Linked DNA regions of Bos taurus: region 1 is linked to region 2. A link is a contact called in public Hi-C data. All regions are on one chromosome and are shown on one strand. The core of a region is the stretch at or near the end of the contact, and the rest is flanking DNA. Distances in the headings are between cores, read along the strand shown. Region 1 holds the start of BAHCC1 (BAH domain and coiled-coil containing 1). Region 2 has its middle 21 kb from the start of MIR3533.

Evidence for each region. Hi-C and Micro-C count contacts between places; a contact is called where the count stands out from the background.
Region 1: a Hi-C map of skeletal muscle shows a contact between it and region 2, with 2.6 times the contacts expected there. The contact joins the promoter of BAHCC1 here to the enhancer-like site in region 2. A contact is called at or near these places in 3 of 11 Hi-C or Micro-C datasets (skeletal muscle, skin fibroblasts and an unstated tissue).

What each region holds. Positions count from the first base shown.
Region 1 is chr19:51,359,623-51,365,579 of ARS-UCD2.0, forward strand. BAHCC1 (BAH domain and coiled-coil containing 1) reads right to left here and starts at 1,879. Exons shown (of 28, transcript XM_059878615.1): 1 at 1-1,879.
Region 2 is chr19:51,279,479-51,285,053 of ARS-UCD2.0, forward strand. No RefSeq gene overlaps it. Among named protein-coding and RNA genes, the nearest start is that of MIR3533, 21 kb to the left of the region's middle. Within about 2 kb of position 3,008, at least 88 of the 102 cell types and tissues checked have an H3K27ac peak or open chromatin away from gene starts, as enhancers often do. A contact at or near this core is called in skeletal muscle and skin fibroblasts, where this site is marked.

The DNA of each region.
Region 1 (5,957 bases), core at 629-3,128, 79 kb after region 2:
GGGAGTTGCTCTCGATTCTCGGGACGCGGGCTTGGCTACCAGCAACAGCTTTAATCTTCACCTTCTGTGGGCCGGACCGATCCTTCCCCACCAGCCCGCCAGACTGTTTACTCGGAAGGGGATGGGTTGTTGTCGCCCCTCCGTGCCGCGGAGATTCTCACCAGGTCAGAGGGGCTTTCCTTTGTGTTCTTTGCTCCGGGCAAGAGGCCGCGCCGCGCCTCCCAGTCCGCCAGAGAGCGGCTCCCGGGGGCCTGCGGAGCACAAGCCCGGCAGGGAGAGGGGCGGCGACGCGCGGCCGCCGCCGCCTGGGCCCGGAGTCTCGGATCCCAGGCGCCGCCATCCGCGAATCCCAGGGCTCCGAGCGGCCTCCCCCCAGCGCCAAGAGAGACCGCAGCTCGCGTAGGGCCAGACTCGGAAAGGACACCGAGCGAAAGCGGTGGCGTGCCGGGGGCCCCCGCGCCGGCTGGAAAATCGCTGACAAGGGTATTTTGGAGAGTCGAACCTCGAAATGCCGGGTCCTCCCCAGGACTCCGCGGCGCGATCCCAGGAGTCGCCCGTCTCTCTGAGCGTGGCTCGAGCGCTCCAGGATTGTGGGAGCGGCTCCTTCGGTTTTACTTCGGTTTTAAACAGCGAAAACCCTCCCTTTGCTTCGGTCACCCGCATCCTCCGGCGCCGTCTCCCGGTGCGCTGGCGCTGTGGGGGCCGCAGGCTGGGCTGGGGCCCGCGCACACCCGGCGCAGCTCGGAAGCCGCCGTAGAACCCGCTCCCTGCGAAACGGTCGAGCCCGACACCCACCCTACCCCCGCCAGGAGAGGCCCGAGGCCCGTGGCCTCTCCGCGCCCCCGCACCCCAAGGCGCACCCGCCCGCAGATGCCGCCTCAGGGGTGGTGGTCTGAGCCCTGCACGCCGCCCGGAATGCGGTCGGTGAGAAAGCCACTTTGCGCTGGCCTCGCTTGGCCCCCTCCTCCACCCTCAGCCGCCCCGGAAATTTTTTTCTGAAATGTCCTGAAATGAATTAGGCTCTGGAAAGCGAACCCCCACGAACCTCGCCGTTACCCCTCTCCGCCCGATCCCTAGCCCCGCACGCCGCTGGCGGCCGGCAAGACCCTTTGGTAGGCGGCTCGGCCGCCTCGGCCAGCGCGAGCCAGCCGGTTCCCGGAGCCGTGGAGCGACCGGGCGGGGCTGACCCAAGGCTGCTCGGGGAAGAGGAGCAGCGTGGGGGGGGGGGGGGGTGCAAACAATTGGGGTTCATTCGTGGTGCCGCCAAAGCCAGGAGCGCGTTGGCTGCGTCGGGGACCTCGCCGACTGTCTAGCCGGAGCGGCCCGCGCGGCTTTCGCCGGACGCAGCCTGGCGGTCCCTGTCCTGTCGCGATTATTTATTTTTAATACTGGGTGTCGATCGACACAACAAGCGCTCAGAGCAAAGCAAGGACGCATTACGGGGGGAATTTTAAACCGATCGATAAGATTTTTCAGAGGGGGAAAAAAAATCGCTCTTACATATAGTCCATTAAAAAAAAAAAAGCCTGTTCGACATTATAACGGATTTTTAAAAAGGGAAGATATATACTTCTTAACATCGCAACCCTGAATTTCTCTTACTAAAAAAAAAAAAATTGTAAATCCCCAAAGCCAAAATAAAAATAAAATAATAAAAATACAAAAACAAAAAAAAAATGAAAGCAATTTCAGTTACTTACTGGAGGTTGTTTCCTGGATACAATTGAATGCAATACAATTAAACCAGTAAATGTGACTTTGTTTTGTATTCCTATTGGTATTTTCAATGTGCTGACTGTTGCACTGTAAATGCACCGCTTCCACAACAACGACTCTAGCGAGCCCATCCAGAGCGGCTCTCAAACCTGCAGCCCGGCGCGGCGAGCCACGGGCCCTGCATACTAATAAGCTCGTGCCACTCAGCCCGGAGCAGCCGGTGCGCTGATTGGCCGCGCGGCCCTCCGCGGCCGGGAGCTCGTGCCACTCATTCGGCGTAAACAGGCCTCCCAATAGGCTGGCGCCGGGCCAGGGAGCTGCCAATCAGGGAGCAGCAGGGCTACTACCAAGCCCGATGGCGCCTAATTCAAGCCCGGCGACTGCGCAGCTCCTTTGCGCAGATCGTTGCTGCTGAATGGGAATGTGTTGGCGCAGGGCGGGAGAGGGAGCAGGGGCGAGTGGGAGCGCTTATCCACGCCGAGGGGAAGGCTTTTGCTTTTTTTTTTTTTTTTAATTTAACCCAGCAGGTCTAACGTTTGGCGTCCGGTGCACAGAGGCCAGATGATACAGCAACACGCGTTGAAGCAGATGCTTTTTAAAATACTTGGGATGTCTGGCAGGTGGCTAAACCCCGCACAGGTAGGCCCGAGATCCAAGCATAGAGGCCTCCTCGGGTTGCCTGGCCCTACTACCACTTCGAGGCCTCCACCTGCTCTGACCAAGCTCAGGAATGCCTGCACTCTCGAAGTCTGGGTACCACAGACTCTTGAGTCACCGGCCTTGTCCTCTCCTCCTCTTGCCCCAGGGATCAGAATCTGGGGAGAAGTTCTTGTGTCTCTGGCCACGTATCTGCCGTCCCTCAGTTTTTATTCCCCTTGGCTATATTTTTGCAACGGAGCACTGATGAAAATGAAAATCGGGGATTTAATGCCATGACAAAGATTGCCCTTTCTTCATCTGCAACTAGATTTTAAAAATACGTTCACCTTGATACCCACAGTGTGCAAACCATGCGCAGTATTTTTCAATGTCACTCTCCTGCATATCTGCTAAATTCTTGCCCTAAATAAAAAAGCCACTAAACAAATATCTTCATCGTAATCAGATGCAAACTACTTTTTAGGTTATTCTCCAAATATTTCTGTTAGAGTTTGGTTTCCCAACGATCCTATTTATGCTCGGGAGTCAAGTCTATGTCTTAGTGGCGATGGATACATTATTTTTACTCCTCCAGGTGCAGCTCTGCTTCCCCCTCAGGGGGGACAAAAATGGTATTTAAACTAGATGCCAACCACCTCAGTCACGCGCGGTAGAAATTATCCACCGGCTCATTCCGGTAGGGACCGCCGCTGCCGTCGCCGCTGCTAAGTCACTTCAGTCGTGTCCGACTCTGTGCGACCCCATAGACGGCAGCCCACCAGGCTCCTCTTTCTGGGATTCTCCAGGCAAGAATACTGGAGTGGGTTGCCATTTCCTTCTCCAATGCATGCATGCCATGCTAAGTCGCTTCAGTCGTGTCCGACTCTGTGCGACCCTATGGACACAGCCCACCAGGCTCCTCCGTCCACAGGATTCTCTAGGCAAGAATACTGGAGTGGGTTGCCATTTCCTTCTCCACCGGTAGGGACAGGAACGGGTTAAGCCAGAGGCCTTCTGTTGTCACCTTTCTTTCCCCGCCCCCCCGCCCGCTCCCTGGGGACCGCCAGGATTGGCTGGCACTCGGCCAGCAGGCTGTCAATCACCGAGTGTAAACAAGGCGCTGATTGGCTGTTGTCCAGTCCGCACAGGGCCTCCTGAAAAAAGCAATTACTGGCTCCGCGGTTTCAAGGCGGCCCCAGGCCGCTTGATGAAAGGAGATAAGCTGGGGACCGTTTCCAGGACCCCCGCGGGCCGACCCTGGCAGCCTTGGAGCCGAGGTGCGGCGAAGAGCCTGCGGATCAAAGGAATCCAGAGAGAAAGGGGAAGCCGGGCGCGCGGCTCCGGCCGGCCTTCCCCCGCGGGCATCTCTGACCTGGGTAGGGGCTTGGGCCGCGGGCGGGGCTCCGGAACTGGGAGCCCGCTTTGGGCAGCGCGGCCGGGCAGCTCCGGAGAGTCCGGGGCTGGCAGGTAAGCGCCTAGCTCCGCGGCCCGGGCCTAGGACGCAGGACTCGGCCGGCGCGGTCCTGAGTCCCGGCTCCAGCGACACCCCTGCCAGGTGACGTGGACCCCTGTCCCCCACGGCCTGAGCCCCTCCCTGGCCAGTCCTGAAGCCCGTGCCTTCGGAAGCCACCGGGGTGGCGCGCGTCTGCAGCCGGAGAGGAGGCGGCACGTATAAATCCATAAAGTGCTCGGAGATCCGATTAGCGCACGGCTATTCATTAGGCCGGGGGCGATTGAATTAGGTCCCGGGTGCGGGCCAGAGGAGGGGTGCCGGCGCGGGTTGGGCGCAGCCGCCAATGCGGGGCGTGGGGTGGGGGGGACGGTTCTGGCGCAGACCTCCGGGCTTGGGCCGTGGCTTCCGGAGGAAGAAGTCAAAGCATCGGCTCCGGAGCGAGTTGAGGGGACGGGTTCCTCCAAGTCCTGCCCCAGCGGGTGCTTGCGGGGGCGGCCGGCTTCCTATGCACACCGTGCAAAGCCAGCCTGAGCCCGGCCCGGCTGCGGAGAAATCGCGTCCTCGGAAGGGTGGGCGGGCGGGAGAGGCGGCCATGGCTCCCGGATCCAGCGCAGGGCCAGGAGCAGCCGGAGCTAGGGCTGGGAGCGGCTAGCTGTGCAGTCCCGGTCCCGGAGCACACCGGCCTCGCACCGCCTCCTCGGAACCGGTGACCTGGCACGCTGAGACTGCCTGTTCCGCACGCCCAGGGGTCCCGCCAGCTTCCCGTAGCCCTCGGAGTCCTGACCCCCAGCAGGGTGCTTCTCGCCTCCGGACGTTTGGAATCTGGGTTCCGGATTACTGTCTCTGATGAGCTTGTTTTCTGGCGCAGAAACTTTTTCTTATAACTGAAGTTTTTAAGCTCCACTTGAAATTTTTAAAAATGAGAAAAAAGTGTATGAGAGAAAAATCCTCCACCCAAGAGAAAGAATACCTTGCCTACCCTCAATGTCCCTGTAGTTGCGCCTAGCTCCCTAAGCGCCGGCCAGCGCGGGCCCCAGGGGTGCGCTGGAGTCGGAAAGGGGCTCAGCCTTGGACCACCACGTGGGGGAAGGGCCTCCAGGCCCCCACTCTCCGTCCGAGAGTGTGAAGAAGGGCTCCCAAACCCCCATCCCCCACTGGCAAAATATTGTCTGAGGGTCCTGGAGCCTGGCTGATGGGCCCCACCCTAGGCATAATCCAAGATGTGCAGGCTGCCAGCGAGATGGAAGGACAGAGGATGGCACGGCTCGGGTCCTCCCTGCCCTCGGGAAGGCTGGTTCAGATCCTTCCAGCTCGCCACCGCCAAATTCCTAATTCAGTGGGAGAGAACTGGCTTTCAGAAAACCCACTGCTGTCCCCGGCCCCTCCCGGCCCATCCGGAGAGAGAGGCTGCTTGCCTAGGGGAGGCGAAGCACAGCCCCCTGTCCACTTGGCTTCCTCCCCCTCCTCCTCTCCCTAGCATCACTTGAAAACAAATCTAGTGGGGTTTTTTTTTTTTCCTTAATACTGTTTCAAAACAGTTGTTACAGCAAATAGCTGCAGACGGGCCTGCTGGATGCGGCAGGGGCTGGCAGCTGCCCAGCTCAGGCGCCTGGCCGCTCAGCAGCTCCCGCAGTACCAAAATAAGCTCCCTGTGTTCCCCTTCAGAAAACGCGGCCTACCGAGGCTCCGGCCGGCCGGGGCATGTTTGGCTGGGCGCACTATCAGCTCAGAGGAAACCTCCCCGATTTCCTTTTTTATTCTGCCTGCTGTCCAGAGCTAACAAATGTTTTTAATTTTAGAGGAACATGGTGTAGGGATCTGCAGACCAGCTTTCCACTGGGGAGGATGAGAGAGCCAGGGAGTGGGTGGGGAAGGAGAAAGGAGAGGGGATAGAAATGTGAGATCAGGGTTGAGCTGGGGTGTCCAGGTCTCTGCAGTCGCCCACAGTTTCACAAATGAATGGGCTCCCAGTCAGGCGAGGCCCACACACCCTGCCCAGCCCACATGCCCTGCCCCAGCCTGGAACACTACCCAGGGGTGTCCTTGAACCCCCAGCTTGCTTCCTCCCTGGCAGGTACCCAAGCTTGCCCTATGGCCCCATGCAGCCAGCTGTGCCCTGACACCTGGGCATGCACCGTTGCATATCACC
Region 2 (5,575 bases), core at 1,758-4,257:
CAGCTGCCAAGGACCGCACTGGCTGTGATGTCAAAGCAGGGGGAGTGGCCCAGAGCCCAAGCGAGGAGCATGAAGGAGAAGGGAACGGGGCCTTCAGTGCCGGGGACCCCTGACATCAGACAGCGGGGTCAGGAGATAATTTGTCTGTTCTCTGCCCCACGAGGCCCCTGTGGAAGTCAAACAAGCAGTCTGGCTCATTTTTAAAGATAAATTAAATGCATCAATATAAAAAAAGTCAGGCAGCAACATGGAAGGGAGAGGGTGGGGAGGTGGATGGAGCCGTGTGATTTATTGGCTCTTTAATAAGCATTTCTGGGGCTGTTCTGGCAGCCTTGCACCAACCACAGGGTGCCCGGGGGCCCCTTCACTGAGGTTGTGAACACAGCCAACGCTCAGTCTTGGCATCTACTGGCCAGGCCAAGAGGCGTGTGTCCTTCTAGCTCGTGTCTGGGAACATCAAATACAATGCCACCAGGGAAGAGATGAGAAGGAGTAAGGGGTGGGCGCCCTTCCGTCCTGGGGAAGGTCTCACTGGCTACCCTGGGGCCAGGCCAGACTCTCCTGTGCGGTTACTCTTTGGGGCCTGAGCACAGCTCCTTCCTCCTCCTTCCTACTGTGGGCTTCCCCCACCCCCTATCCTTCCCCCTACCCCCACATCCTACCAACACCAGCTACGACCACCCTGAAATGCTGAAATGTTTGCCAGTCTGGTAGGTGAAAAATGACACCTCCTGGCTGTTTGAATGTGCATGTCTAATTTTTGGAGGGTTGAAGCGTCTTTTCATTTGTTTGGGGCCTTCGTGGAATGTCTTTATCATAACTATTGCCTATTTTCTATTGAAGTACTGCTGTTTCTCCTCTATGGTTAATAAAGACTCTCTGCTGTGTTGAGAATGTTATCGCTAATGTTTCTTCGTGTATGTTATACACAGTGGCCTGGCCTATTGCCACAGCTCTGGTGTGTAGCTGGGAGGAGGGTCAGCCTTGATCTGAAAGGTGGTCTGCAGATTTTTTGGATTTATATTCACTATTTTATTGTCAACAAATACTTAGAGAAGGCCTCCTGGGGGCCAGGCAGGATATAGTCGGAAACATAATGGCAGAAAGAACTCACATCCTAGTAGGGGGAAACAGACTCTTAAAACAAGGAAACTGCTTTGCATTGGAGGCGGACGCTAGCTATAGAGAAGCAAAGCTGGAACTGGGACGGAGGGCACGGGGACTGGGGCGGAGGTGAAAATTTTAAGGGGGTTAGAGGAGAGCCCTCTGAGAAGACAACATTTGAACAAAGATTAAAAGGAGGAGATAGATGGAGGGGTAAAGAGAGATGGATAATGCGAAGGCCCCGGGGGGGAGTGCAGGTCTGGGTGAATTCCAGGAACTATAGGAGAAGCTATCTGGAATCTGGGGTTATGAGATGCTGGTGGACTCAGCAGGGAGTTAAGATGATCAGGGCAGCGGGTTCGCTCAGGGCTGAGTAGACAGCTGGAAACAGTGACTTACAGGGTTCTAAGGATATTGAGGCAGATCACACCCAGCGCTGGGTCCACAGGCCCTTGGGAGGACCTCCTGGTCTGCTCTGTTCTCCCTACTCTCTGGGAGTTGGGGTTTCTGATCCATACCCAGGAAGCTCTTGGGGAGCAAAGGCCCAGGCCTGGTGACAGGAAGGGTAGGGAGATGGCGGTGATGGGTTTTACCCAGTCACATGTCCCTGCAGCTGGGGGGTGGGGGGCACTGTGCACAGGGGCGAGGTGCTGCTAGCCCTGCCTGTTCCCAGGAGGGAGTGGGGGACAGCACCTGCTCACCAGCCCTCTCACTCAGCCCCTTCTCCTTTCTGGAGGTGCTGCGGGCCTGGCCTGCCTCTTGGGGGCTGCCCTGGGGCCTCAATCTCGGTCTACTAGGGGTCGGTCACATGCGAGGGGCTGAGGCTTTCGATCCCCGCGGCCTTTGTGCAGAGCTCCGCCTCGGCCACCTGCGCTGGCCTGGGGCGGAAGCAGCAGCACCCTCCGTCGGTCCCGCTGAGCGATCCAGCCGGACGGGTAGGGAGGGGGCGGGGGTCTTCCAGGGGCCAGGCTCCCCAGGGAAGGGACAAGATTCTGTCCAGGAAGAGCCCTGATCCCCCGAAGGCCCTTCAGAACCCAGGATAAGTTATCTCCCTAGGAGAGGGGCGGGGTCGCGGCCGCCCTTGATTCTATTAGTTATTCCCCGAAGCAGAGATGACTTAATGAAAATTCTCCTGAAGCCTTTTCTTTTAACCTTGCCGCTCTGCTGCGGGGTAGGGGGAGGGGAGGGAGAAGGGCGGAGAGAAGGGAGGAAAGGGAGGAGGGGAGAATGGAGAAAGGGCGGGAGGGGAGGGAGAGGAGGGGAGGGGAGGGGAGGGAGGGGAAACCCGACGCGGGGGTGGGGGAAGGCCAGCCTGAAGTCGGGACGGGGGTTCTGGGACGCGATCGGCCACCGAGAGCCCTCGCCGCTCCCAAGTGCGGCCTCCCCACGACCGCACGCAGGGCTGACAGGGACCTCCGCCACTGCGGCCTCGCGGGCCCAGGGGCTCCTTTGTCTATGGATAAAAGGGACCCCTCTCGCAGCCAGATGTCGTCCACGGGCTCTGAGGGGGCCATCTCATAAATTCTAAGTCTCCCTTTTGTATTGAAGCGTTTATTCTCTTACAATAACGACAGTAGTGCAGTAATAGGGGCTTTCACCTCCCGGTCCTAGTTGAAGGGACCGGGGGATGCGTGGGTTGCGGGGCCTCGGAGAGGGCGGGCGAGCACCGACCATCGGTCAGGGCAGGGGACTGCACGACTAGGGAGGGACGGCGCATCTGCAGGACCCCCTGCTCGCGCTCCCCAGGACTAAAGCCAGGAGGGAGAACAGGTTCGCACGCGGCACGAGAACCCCACCAGAACCCAGGGGCTCACCGCGGCGAACCCCGGAGCGGCGGGGGCGGGGCCGTGCGCATGGTTCAGCGCGCGTGCGCCCGCTGCAGCGCGCCAGCATTGGTCGCCGGGAAACCGCCTCTGTGATTGGTCCGAGCGAATGCGCTCTTGGCCAATGGGCGCGCGGCTCCCAGATCGCCCAGCCGCGGGGGCGATGGCAGTAGGGCCCGGGTGGCGGGTCTGATTGGGGCCAGCTCTGTGGTTCCTGGGGTCTCTCTTTAACCTTCCTCTGCCGCCCTTCAGTAAGGGAAGTGAGCCCGCGATTCTTGTCGACCCCCGCCCCCCTCAAATAATGGGCCTGTGCACAGAACCGAAGTCGGCCTGACGTGAAGCCCCCGCCCCACCCAGTGCTGGCCGGGAGTTGCCCTGGGCCTTAGAAAGTTAGTAGACGAGACATTTCCCAAAACCAACAGTGTCACCACAGATTACCCGTGGTCTTTTCTAGGTGGTGGAGTTGGAGATGAATACAAACTTTTTCTTCTCTGTAGCTTATAAATTGTTTAATCTGCCAGGCTCCTCTGTCTATGAGATTTCCCAGGCAAGACTATTAGAGTGGACTGACATTTTCTTCTCCAGGGGAATCTTCTTGACCCAGGGATTGAACTGGCATCGGCAGGGGAATTCTTTACCACTGAGCCACCTGGGAAGCTGGCTTACAAATTAGTTTCAACAGATATGTTTTGTATTGAAAATATTACTTTAGGACCTTACTGGTGGAGCAGTGGATAAGAATCTACCTGTCAATGCAGGGGACATGGGTTTGATCCTTGGTCCGGGAAGATTCCACATGCTGAGGAGCAACTAAGCCCATGCACCACAACTACAGAGCCTGCATACTACAACTACTGGAGCCTGCACACTCTAGGCCTGAGAGCCATAAGCCATTGAGCCCCTGTGCTGCAGCTACTGAAGCCCATGCCCCTAGCTGGAACTCATGCTCTGCAATAAGAGGAAGTCACCACAATGAGAAGCCCATGCACCCAAGTAGAGAGTAGTCCCCACTCTCCAGAACTAGATAAAGCCGGAGTGCAGCAATGAAGTGCAACCAAAGATAAATAATTTTAAAGAAGAAAATATTACTTAAAAAAATTTTTAATGATGATGAAAGTAACAAGTGTTGGTTAGATTGTAGAGAAATTTGAGCCCTCATAAAGTGCTGGTGCAGCCTTACCTAAAACAATTAGTCCATCCTCACTCCTCTTGAGCAGTGGCTCGAACAAATAAATACTTGTAAGTCAATGTATCTTGTAACATTATCACAGTAGGGAAAAGATCCATCAACAAATGAATGGATATAATATGGTTTATCCATATAAAGGAATACTACTCAGCCATGAGAAGGAATGAAGTTCTGACACACACTGGAACACGGATGGACATTGAAGACACTATGCTAAGTGACATACTGAATCAGATCAGCTCAGATCAGTCGCTCAGTCGTGTCCGACTGAATAGTGAAGTGAAAGTCGCTCAGTTGTGTTTGACTCCTTGCGACCCCATGGACTGTAGCCCACCAGGCTCCTCTGTCCATGGAAATTCTCCAGGCAAGAATATTGGAGTGGGCAGTCATTCTTTTCTTCAGGGGATCTTCCAGAACAGGGATCGAACCTAGGTCTCCTGCATTGCAGGCAGAGTCTTTACCATTTGAGCCATCAGGGAAAAGCACAAGTATTGTATGACTTCATTTACATGAAACACCTAACCTTGGCAAATTCAGGGAGACAGACAGTAGATTAGAGGTTATGAGATAGGGAAGAATGAAGAGTTACTGCTTGGTTGGTACAGAGTTTCTCTCTGGGATAATGCAAAAGCTCAGGAAATGGATAGTGGTGGTGGTTACTGAACACTGAGAATGTACTAAATGCCATTGACCTGTATACTTGATAATGGTTTTAAAATGACAGATCTTGTTATATATATTTACCACAATTTAAAAAATTAATGATGCAACATCCCCAAACTATGGAATTGTACACTTTAAAGGGGCAAATTGTATGGAGTATGCGAGTTATATTCGAAACAGTATCTGCCTTCTCTGCTCTCAAAGTGCTCTGGGCCTGGGTGTGGCAGGATTTGAGTTTGGAGGTATTGATTACTCCTGGGGAGGTGGGGGTGGCTAATACCCCGATGCTTTACCTGGTGTGTGTGCTACTCTTCACCTCACTTGGTGAGCTGTGAGGAGCAGAGTGCTGTGAGGAGCAGAGTGCCTCACGGGGCAGCTCCCTTTTTGGTTCCCAAGTTATCTGAGATCCAATCAAGAATACGGGGCGCCGAGAGGGTCCCCAGGCTGGATCCAGGCTGGATCCCCTACAACCGGTGCGCCCCACCCCCACCCCCACCCACCCCCGCCTGCTCTTCGGGTCCACAGGTCTGCCGTCGTTCCTGCCGCAGCCGCTGGAGGGCGCCCCAACACCGCTCCTGCCGGCCGCTGGCTTTCCCCCGCCCTCCACCACTGAGCCCTCGGCGGCGAAGGAGGTTGATCTCCTGGTTCACGTCAGGGCGGTAGAACCAAGTGTGGGAGCGGGCGGGCGGCGACTTCCGGCCCTGAGACTGCACTGCAGCTGGTGAGGTCGGGGGCGAAAATGTAGCAAAGGCTCAGTGGAGAAAGCAAACGCAGTTCCTTGCTCCCAGGACCCCGT